2 separate regions of the Muntiacus reevesi genome follow, and region 2 is linked to region 1. The links are chromatin contacts, called in public Hi-C maps. All regions are on one chromosome and are shown on one strand. The core of a region is the stretch at or near the end of the contact, and the rest is flanking DNA. Distances in the headings are between cores, read along the strand shown. Region 1 holds the start of LOC136160739 (general transcription factor II-I repeat domain-containing protein 2). Region 2 holds the start of GTF2I (general transcription factor IIi).

Evidence for each region. A called contact is a pair of places that touch in the nucleus more often than the background predicts.
Region 2: a Hi-C map of muscle shows a contact between it and region 1, with 9 times the contacts expected there. The contact joins the promoter of GTF2I here to the promoter of LOC136160739 in region 1. A contact is called at or near these places in 2 of 3 Hi-C or Micro-C datasets (blood and muscle).

What each region holds. Positions count from the first base shown.
Region 1 is chr2:210,829,974-210,834,824 of mMunRee1.1, reverse strand. It overlaps LOC136160739 (general transcription factor II-I repeat domain-containing protein 2), which reads right to left and starts at 2,329. Exons shown (of 15, transcript XM_065924785.1): 1 at 2,125-2,329. RCC1L (RCC1 like) reads left to right here and starts at 3,004. Exons shown (of 15, transcript XM_065924791.1): 1 at 3,004-3,134; 2 at 3,464-3,699; 3 at 4,726-4,851.
Region 2 is chr2:210,988,311-210,993,161 of mMunRee1.1, reverse strand. It overlaps GTF2I (general transcription factor IIi), which reads left to right and starts at 2,123. Exons shown (of 33, transcript XM_065924803.1): 1 at 2,123-2,492.

The sequences.
Region 1 (4,851 bases), core at 1,080-3,579:
CACAAAATGTGAACATGGATGTTCACTGCAATATTCATAATAGCCAAATAGTGGGGAAAAAATTCATCATTTGACAGAAAATGAAAATGTGGTATACCCATACAATGAATTACTAGTCAGCCATAAGAATGAATGAATGAATGAATGACGCCAGATCTCAAAGATCCTTTGATGATTCTGTGCTTAGGAATGATCTGGAACAAAAACTATTTGGAATGTCAGAGACATAGGAACAAAATGCGTATTAGCAGTGTCCATGGCTGGGGTGGGAAAGGGGTACAACTGTCTTAGTGGATACGGCATTTCTTTTGGGGTGATGAAAATGTTCTGGAATTAGTGGTGATGGCTGCACAACTCTGAATAAACAAAAATCACTGAACTATAGGGGCTTTCCAGGTGGTGCTAGTGATAAAGAACCTGCGTAGGAGGCTAAGAGCCATGGGTTCGATTCTTGGGTCGGGCGGATCTCCTGGAGACAACAACCCACTCCATTATTTTTGCCTGGGAAATCCCAAGGACAGAGGAGCCTGGCGGGCTACAGTCCATGGGGTCGTTAAGAGTTGGACACGACTGAAGCGATTTAGCACCGCACACACACTTAACTACACACTTTTAAAGGTAAATTTCATGGAGCGTCAATAAAGCTATTAAACAGCAAGGCTCGGGTTTGAAGGATGGGGAATATAGCCCTCCAAGCCTTTTTTCTCCTTTACGTCTAATGACACCACCCTTATGGCAGAAAGTGAAGAGGAACTAAAGAGCCTCTTGATGAAGTGAAAGAGGAGAGTGAAAAAGTTGGCTTAAACCTCAACATTCAGAAAACTAAGATCATGGCATCTGGTCCCATCACCTCATGGCAAATACGGGAAATAGTGGAAACAGTGAGAAACAGTGAGAGACTATTTTTTTGGGCTCCAAAAATCACTGCAGATGGTGATTGCAGCTATGAAATTAAAAGACACTTACTCCTTGGAAGGAAAAATGACCAACCTAGACAGCATATGAAAAAGCAGAGGCGTTACTTTGCCAACAGAGATCCGTCTAGTCAACGCTATGGTTTTTTTCCAGTGGTCATGTATGGATGTGAGAGTTGGACTATAAAGAAAGCTGAGTGCCAAAGAATTGATGCTTTTGAACTGTGGTGTTGGAGAAGACTCTTGAGAGTCCGCTGGACCTCGAGGAGAGCCAACCAGTCCATCCTAAAGGAGATCAGTCCGGGGTGTTCATTGAAGGGTCTGATGTTGAAGCTGAAACTCCAATACTTTGGCCACCTGATGCAAAGGGCTGACTCACCTGAAAACACCCTGATGCTGAGAAAGATTGAGGGCAGAAGGAGAAGGGGACGACAGAGGATGAGATGGTTGGATGGCATCACCGACTCAATGGACATGAGTTTGGGTGGGCTCCGGGAGTTGCTGTTGGGCAGGGAGGCCTGGCATGCTGCAGCTCATGGGGTTGCAAAGAGTCGGACACGACTGAGTGACTGAACTGAACGTCTAAATCATAACCGTGACGGAGTGGAGTTCAGGACGAGAGACTCTTCCGGCCTCTGGGATTGGTTTTCTGGTCACAAGCAGGCTGCGGGTGGCCGCCCCACTGGCCACACCCACGACAAAACCCACGTCGCGCGGCACTCGTCAACGCGCGCGACAGTTGGCTAGGGGTCGGGACGCCTCCGCCGGGGAGCCGGACGCAGTTACCAGGCAACAGCGGCTAACCCGCCCCACCACCTAACCAATCACGCACTTCCGCACGCAGCGCAATATCCCCGCGTACGACCGCCGGAGCGTGACCTGCGGCACACTGGGCCCTAGCGTCCTGAGACGGCAAGCACCCGCCCCCACCGCCACCGCTCAGCCAATCAGAAGGGAGAGGGATGCGCGTTCCGTGCGTGCGACCGTTGCCCCGCGCCGGGGCTTCCCCGCCCCACCCCCACTCCTTGGGCCCTGCCCGCCGGGAACCGGTTCGGGGGGCCCGCCGGGCCGCCTGAGGCGGCGGCGCTCGCAGCGCGAGCCTGGGCGGGCAGCCACTTAAGGCTTCTCCTCCGCCAGGTCTGCGGGACGAGAAAGTTCCAAGCAAAGCACCCGCTCTTAATGGCGGCTGCGGCGGGGGCGGGATACGCACCTGAGGTCCCCGCCGGCGGGCAGCGCCCGGCCGGCCGCCGGGTCCGAGGGCTGGGCCACCTGGGAGTGCCTGGGGGCCGAGCGCGGCCTGCGAAGACCGTCTGGAGACGAGGGCGCGGCGTTGTGGGCGACGGCCGAAGCCCTGCTCTCCACTATCCCTCCTTTTTCTTTTCTTTCTTTTCCTTTTTTTTTTTTTTTTTTGGCTTCCTGGAAGGCAGCCTGGACTCGTGTGTCCGCAGCGCCCCAAGTGGGAGTTGTCGTTTCCGGTGCCGTGGAATCCACTTCAGCTGCACGTTGAGCTCGTTGGAAGTCCCTTAGCCCCGCGCTGTTCAGGGCCAGACGTGCCTGTCCATCTCCATCTCCTGCCTTTGATGAGTGGCTGCACGTGTCTGGTCTCACCCCCACCGACACCGCCCCCAAACGTGGATGTCCTTCTTGCTCTTATTTAATTTTACACTTTTTAGCATGATTGCAGTTTGTAGCTTTAAGCGGTGAGGTCACAGCTCCAGCGACCGGTGAATTTGCCTTAAAGCCATTGAATTATGTTGTAATACTGTAACAGTTGTGTCCTGACCTTTTGATGGGACTCAGTGACATTACTAAGGAGTCGAGAGCTGTCCTTCTGATGGTGCTGGTTCTCCAGCAAATAGTCAAGTATTACTTTAGTGCTGTTTAATCAAAGTCCAAATATTTTAAATATGCCAGGAGGAGAGTTGCTGCTGTTAGTCGCTAAGTCGTGTCCGACTCTTACCATGGACTGCAAAAGAATAGGGTAATAGAAACGGTTTACCCATTGCTCAGATTTACGTAGCATGCCTTATTTTAAAGGACTATTTAGACACAATTGAAGACACTGTTCTCATTCCTTTTTCTTGACTGTCTCGGAGTTCTAATACGCATTTTCTTTTGCAGAAAGGCAAGTGTCCCAGATTCTCTGTTTTTTTTGTGTGTGAGTTGCTAACAAGGTTATGCTTCCTAGGAGATGCTATTTTAAAAAACTGCCCTTCCAAGGTAAAGATAATGAGCGATTAGCTGAGATGGTACCTGCTTTATGATATTCTTAAAAGTGATGTTTGAAAATCCTCGTGGTGTTTTAGTTGATTCTTCGTTATTCAGAAGAGTCATGGCCTGTAAAGTCTTAGCAAACAGGGTTCTGCCAGCCTCTTCACGTTTTTGTGGAACGATTAAATGTACCTTTGTTTTATATGTGTGTCTGTTTAAAGACACCGTATTTAATGTGTTTTGTAGATTTGTTAGTTGAACTCAGTGGCCAACAGTGCTGTAACTCATGTGTGAAGGAAACTTGGCTAACACAAAGTGTTTTCTATCTAATGTTGCAGTGTTCAGTGCTTACAGTCTGAGGACCATTTTAAATAGCAAAATCATCAAAAACAAAAAAAACCCCAACCCCCCAAAATGTGGAAAGTGTGGCATTAAATAGACCAGAAGAAGGACACGTTTATGGTGTAAGAGCTGGTACCACCCTATTCTACCTCAGCCTGGAACGTGTGTGGCAGGCAAAAAAAACTTTTTTTTTGCCACTCTACTCTGTCTGGAAATGATTGGGGAAAGTAGGGTGAGTAATGCTTTTAAATTTACCTGTGAGTTGTAGTGAGCAGGTGAAATCCCAAATCTGGAGCTAGTGAATAATAATGATGGATTTAAAACTTAACCTGTATATCAAGAGCTTCAGGCTTCCCTGGTGGCTCAGCGATAATCTGCCTGCAATGCAGGAGATGTGGGTTCAGTCCCTGGATTGGGAAGATCCCCTGGAGAAGGAAATGGCAACCTGCTCCAGTACTCTTGCTTGGAGAATTCCATGGATAGAGGTGCCTGGCAGGCTACAGTCCATGGGATGGTAAAATAGTCAGGCATGACTTAGTGACTCAGCAATAACAATATGTAGAAAATAAATGGAAATTTGGCTAAAATAAATAAGATGTTTGTTTTTAAATTATTGTTTATTTAATATTTATCTCATTATTTAAATAATTTCCTTGTATAATTCATAAACCTCATATTAGTAGCTGTTCAGTTCAGTCACTCAGTTGTGTCCGACTCTTTGTGACCCCACGAACCGCAGCACGCCAGGCCTTCCTGTCCATCACGAACTCCTGGAGTCCACCCAAACCCATGTCCACTGAGTCGGTGATGCCATCCAACCATCTCATCCTCTGTCGTCCCCTTCTCCTCCTGCCTTCAATCTTTCCCAGCATCAGGGTCTTTTCAAGTGAGTCAGCCCTTTGCATCAAGTGGCCAAAGTATTGGAGTTTCAGCTTCAACATCAGTCCTTCCAATGAACACCCCGGACTGATCTCCTTTAGGATGGACTGGTTGGATCTCCTTTGAGAGTCCAAGGGATTCTCAAAGAGTCTTCTCCAACACCACAGTTCAAAAGCATCAGTTCTTTGGCACTCAGCTTTCTTTATAGTCCAACTCTCACATCCATACATGACCACTGGAAAAACCATAGCCTTGACTAGATGGACCTTTGTTGGCAAAGTAATGTCTCTGTTTTTTAATATGCTGTCTGGGTTGGTCATAACTTTCATATGCAAATAACTTGTATATATTTTCTCATGCTTACCAATTTTTCCCATAGGAATGCATAATCAAAGTAATTTGAAGACTAATGCCCTAAAAAGTTGGAAGTACCCTTTTCTTAGAAAATTGAAAGAAGAATTTATCCCCAAGTAGTGAGCTGGATTCATCAAGCAGATGGCTGAAA
Region 2 (4,851 bases), core at 874-3,373, 160 kb before region 1:
CTTCTATACGCTGTTCATTGTCCCCCAAAGGTCCAGCTTTCTGTCCAGAGGCAATTTAAAACTACCTAAAGTTTTAAGACCAGCTTTAGGATTCAATAGTTCAACCTCAACCTCAAGGAAGCTGGAGTTGTTCATGAAGCAGCAGCAAAATTTCAAACGGAACTGTTAACTTCATAAAAAGGGGACTATCTCCCACATAAGTGTTTAATGACAAGGGTAGTCGTAACTAAATGAACCCTTGTCTTACTTCCTAACACCCTTCCAATGCTCCTCCATTACTCCACCACACCCAGTGCATCCTCCCATCACTGTCCTCAACTTCTCAGTATCCCCAATAATCCGTTCAAGACCAAAAAACAAACAACAAAAAAAGTTATGTTAGTCCCTCAGTCGTGTTGGACTCCTTGCTATCTCATGAACTGAAGCTCACCAGGCTTTTCTGTCCATGGAATTCTCCAGGCAGGAATATAGGAGTGGGTAGCCATTCCCTTCTCCAGGGGATCTTCTGGACCCAGGGATTAAACCCCGGAACCCCTTGCATTGCAGGCAGATTCTATACCGTCTGAGCACTCAGGGCTCCTATCCCTCCATAAAGCATCCTCAACTGATGCTCACAGCAGCTGAGTTTTTTGCAGCTCCTGGGGTGGTTGCTGTTACCAGCTGAATTGTAGGCTTCTCAAGAGTTAATGTTTATCCCTAAGTATGTCAGTTGTACTTGGTATTGGGAAGATGGAGCTTAAATATTCCAAAATGTTAATGAAGTATGAGTGTAAAAAGAAAACTGTTCTTATGAAAAACTAAATGCAGTGCAGAAACTTGACAAAGGAGAGTCCTAATCGAATTAATCGAGGACAAAATGACAGTAAAAGATTGCAGGGGAAATCGGGAAAATGTAGACGTCTTCTGGAATCAGATTGCTTCGCAGGGACCTTTTAAATTCTCCATCTATTTTAAAAGAAATCCAACATGTACATTCTAGATGAGGCTTTATGGGTGCGGTCTACGGAAGAAGATGGGGAAGGCTAATCTGTGAACCCAAATTCAAAGGAAAGGTCTTGGCCCTACATCAAAAGACTAGCTGCTCGGAAAGTTTTCTTGCGAGCGACAAAGGCTGGAAAAAGCGCCGTGGTCGCCACCTACCGAGGAGGAGGGGGAGGGGGGAGGATGGCCGGCGTGGCCAGAATCTCCGGCAGGGAGGAACATCACATAATCACTCGATTTTGTGTTTTTACATAAACATCTAAAATCTCTGGCCTCTTTTTTAAACTTCTAACTTGGGATGAATAGTAATATCTCACCATTTTCGAAATTCGCGAGCTAATGAAAGTTGAGAAGCAAAAAAAAAAAAAAAAAAAAAAAAACAACCGGGGGGGTGGGGTTTGAGAAAATTGCTTAGGGTTGACAGAACAAAACGGGCTGCAAATCACGTTTTCTGTTCGCCCTCCATGGCTTTTCCGTCTTAAGTTTCCTTCTACAGGTCGAGTGAAAAGTGAGCAAAGCCTGGAGGTGGAGGGGTAAATAAAAACAGAATGGTGCCCTTCCCTCGCCCAGTCCGAAGTTGCGGCAAGAGTCTCTCGAGGCAAGCTTTAGAAACTAACAGGAGTTCTTTGTGTCCCGGAGGGTGGTGCAGGGCGGAGGAAGTCCCTTGGCGGAGCAGGGAAGGCGGCAGGCCGGCCTGGGGCTCCCCGGCTTTTGCAGTATTCCAGCCTCTCAATTTGCAGGGAATCTCGGATGCAAGAGTGAGCGCGAGCCATGGGACCGTGGCCGCGGCCGGCTGAAGCCTGGCAAGGGTACCGACTCGGCCTGGATTTTCATCCCTGTGTCCCCGCTCCCCTCCCCCACTCGGGCAGCCGCGCAGGCCCCAGGTGCAGCCATGTTCCTCGCTCCCACCACCCGCGCCTCCATTGACAGTCCTTGCCCGAGAGGGCCGGGCGCCGAGCTCGCCGCGTCCTCGGGCTCCGGGCTGGTCGGCACGAGGCTTCCTGGGAGTCGTAGTCCAGTGTCCCCCGCCGTCGCATTGGTGGGGACGCATCAGAGACTACAACTCCCGCTGGGCGGCGCTGCGGGTGCGCACGCGCAGCGCGCCTTCTAGGAACAAAAAAAAAAAAAAAAAAAAAGAGGAGGAGGAGGAGGGTGAGAGAGAGAAGCTCGGAGAGCAGAGAAAAGGGGCCACCGATCGCCCCCCCGCTTCCCCGCACGCGCTCTCTAACCGTGGCCGCCCGCCTGCAGCGGTTACCCCGGCCTATCCCTCGGTTCCCCTGTGAGAGGATCTAGGCGCTGAGCGAGGCCGTGCCAAGGGCGGCCATGCGGCGGTGACAGGAGCTCGGCCGAGACGCTCGGGCCCCCTCGCCCTCTCACCTCCTGCCCGCTCGCCGGCCCATCTCAACCCCAGGCTGCTCCGCCGCGGCCACAGCTCGCGCGCGCGCGGCCCACATTCGCTTCCCTTCGGCGCCCCCCCAGCCCCGGCGCTGCCTGGAGGCGGCTGCACTCGGGTGAGTCCCCGTCTCCTCATCCCCGCTACCCCCCACCCACCCCCGCCCCGGTTGCCATCTCGAGCAGGGCTTTTATTTTGAGACTCGCCCCCTCCCTCCGGGGGGGCCCTGCACGGGCAGCTGGGGGAGTCTGGGGACTGTCGGTGGCCGTGTTGGGGGGGCCCCCAACCCGCCCCCCCACCAGCCCCGGGCCGCCGGCGTTGGGGGTGGGGCAGGAGCAGACGCGGTCGCGGGGGACGACAGTTGACGCGCGCGCCTGGGTGCGTGGGGGAAGGGCGCGCGCACCGGCGCGGCGTGTGTGTGGGGGGGGCGCCTCACGCGTGAGGGCCCCGCGCGCGAGCGAGCGAGCGAGCCTGCGGGCTGCGCATGCCCGGCCCGCTGATTGGCCGGCTCGGGCGGTGCGGGTGCGCGCTCGGTGCCAGGCCCCAGCCGTGGGGTCGCGCTCGGACTGGTGTCTCCGGGGCTCGTGCGCCCGGGCAGCAGACGCGCCGGATTGGCCGGCGGGCGGCGGGGGTGGGCGGTGCCGCGCTGCTTGGTAACTGCGGCTGGCCGGCGGGCGGGCCGCGGAGCGCCGCCCCTCCCCGCCCCTGCCCGCGCCCAGGTGGAGCCCGGGAGTGGGCTTTGTCCCGGGCCCGGGCCGGCGCGCCTGCCCCCGCGGGGCCTTGCTCTTTGGGGGAAATAAATACAATGACCGGAAGGAAAACCTCAGTCTGCAAGCTTGGGAAAATAAGCCATCGGGATTCGGCTAGTATCCAGAGGGGGTTCAGAGAAGAAGACGAACCCCAAAAAGCAAAACCCCTGCCCTCGTTCCTCCCGACTTCGTGCTTATCCAAGTTTTGCCTTTTAATAAAGCGATTTTTTAAAATAAAAGTGTTCATGGTTTTACGCTCGTTGGTGTCTGAGAATGTTCCGACATCGGGTCTAGTTGGAGTAGCGCCCACTCCTCGGAATCCGGGGCTCCAGGCACGCATCTCAGCTTTTTGCGTTCAACTTTGCTGCAGACAATGGCTTGATGGGCTGCTGTGCGTAAAAGTGGTCTCTGGGTACTCAGAAAACAAAAGGGGAACTTAGTTTGCAGACGAGCGTGTGCGTTAGAGTGCCGGGCGGAGGCCGGGTCTTACCCACGCCTCCAATCCCTCCCCCCACCCCCAGCTAAGCCCCAGGATTTGAGGTGACCGATTTTATGTCCTGCAGCATATTTTGCCCTGGTCCGTTTTCCAGCCACTGCAATCTGCTACCGTGCACGTTTCGTTTTTCGCCTGCTTCTTGTGATCCTGGCTCACACCTGTAGGCTGGAATGACTTTTTCTTCCCTTGAGGCCGTGGAACTCTTACTGCTCATATGCAGTCACTTCTTTAAAGCCTTCTCTTATAATGTTGGGTCAGAATTTGTTGCTGCTTCTTACGGTCAGCTCGTTTGCCTCTCTATTTCCTCTTGGAGTTTGGTTGGTTCTGCTTTGTGTACACGTGCTCCCGGAGAGGTAGGGATTAAGCCTTTTCTGTCTTTGTCTTTATCCCCCTTCCGGTCTACAGCCGTCAAAGCTCATATCAGTAGCGACAGCTAGTGCTTGAATAATGTCTTTATATGTCAGGCATTGCTCTTAGAAACTTAACGTGGTTTTCTTATTTAATATCCATAACAACCCTCTAATTCCACTGTTTAGAAGAGAAACAAGTCTAGAGAAGCTGGGTGGTTACCTGTTGGTCACCAAGCCAGTAAACCTTGAACCTTTATGACTCTTAGACCTTAGGCTATCGGTTCTCAGAACCTAAGCATTCCCTGCGGAGCTTGTTAAAACACAGTTGCTGGGCCCCACCCCAGACGTTCTGATGCTGCAGGTCTGGGATGGGCTGGAGAATTTGCATTTCTGTCTAGTTTGCAGTTGATGCTGCGGCTGCTGCTCTGAAGAGGAACACTGTGAGAACTAAACTATTCACTCTGGTATGAAATTAAGTTGTGAGGGAAGTTTATTCTAGGTGCATGTTTTTCCTTACATTGAAACGTGATCTTAAAGAATCAAAGTAATTCAGACTGCTTACTATAGATTACTTGGCAAACAGGGAGTTAAGAATTTTTGTTTATCTTGGCAGGCAGAGCAGCTGGAACTCCCCAACTCCTCCCCCCCACCCCCAGTTCCATGCACCAGTGATTTGACTAACTTTTAAGAAAGTGACTACAAAGACTTTGTCATTGAAGCATAGGCTTTGGCTTTCATTGTCTTGGGGCACAAGTCTTGGTGATAATGATTTTAATTTTTAGTATAGTAGATTTCTGTTTTGGGAAAGTAAGTAATTTTAAATTAGATAAGGGGAGTGGGATTAGTTTCTAGTAATGTTCTGTCATTTTATTTGGATGATCC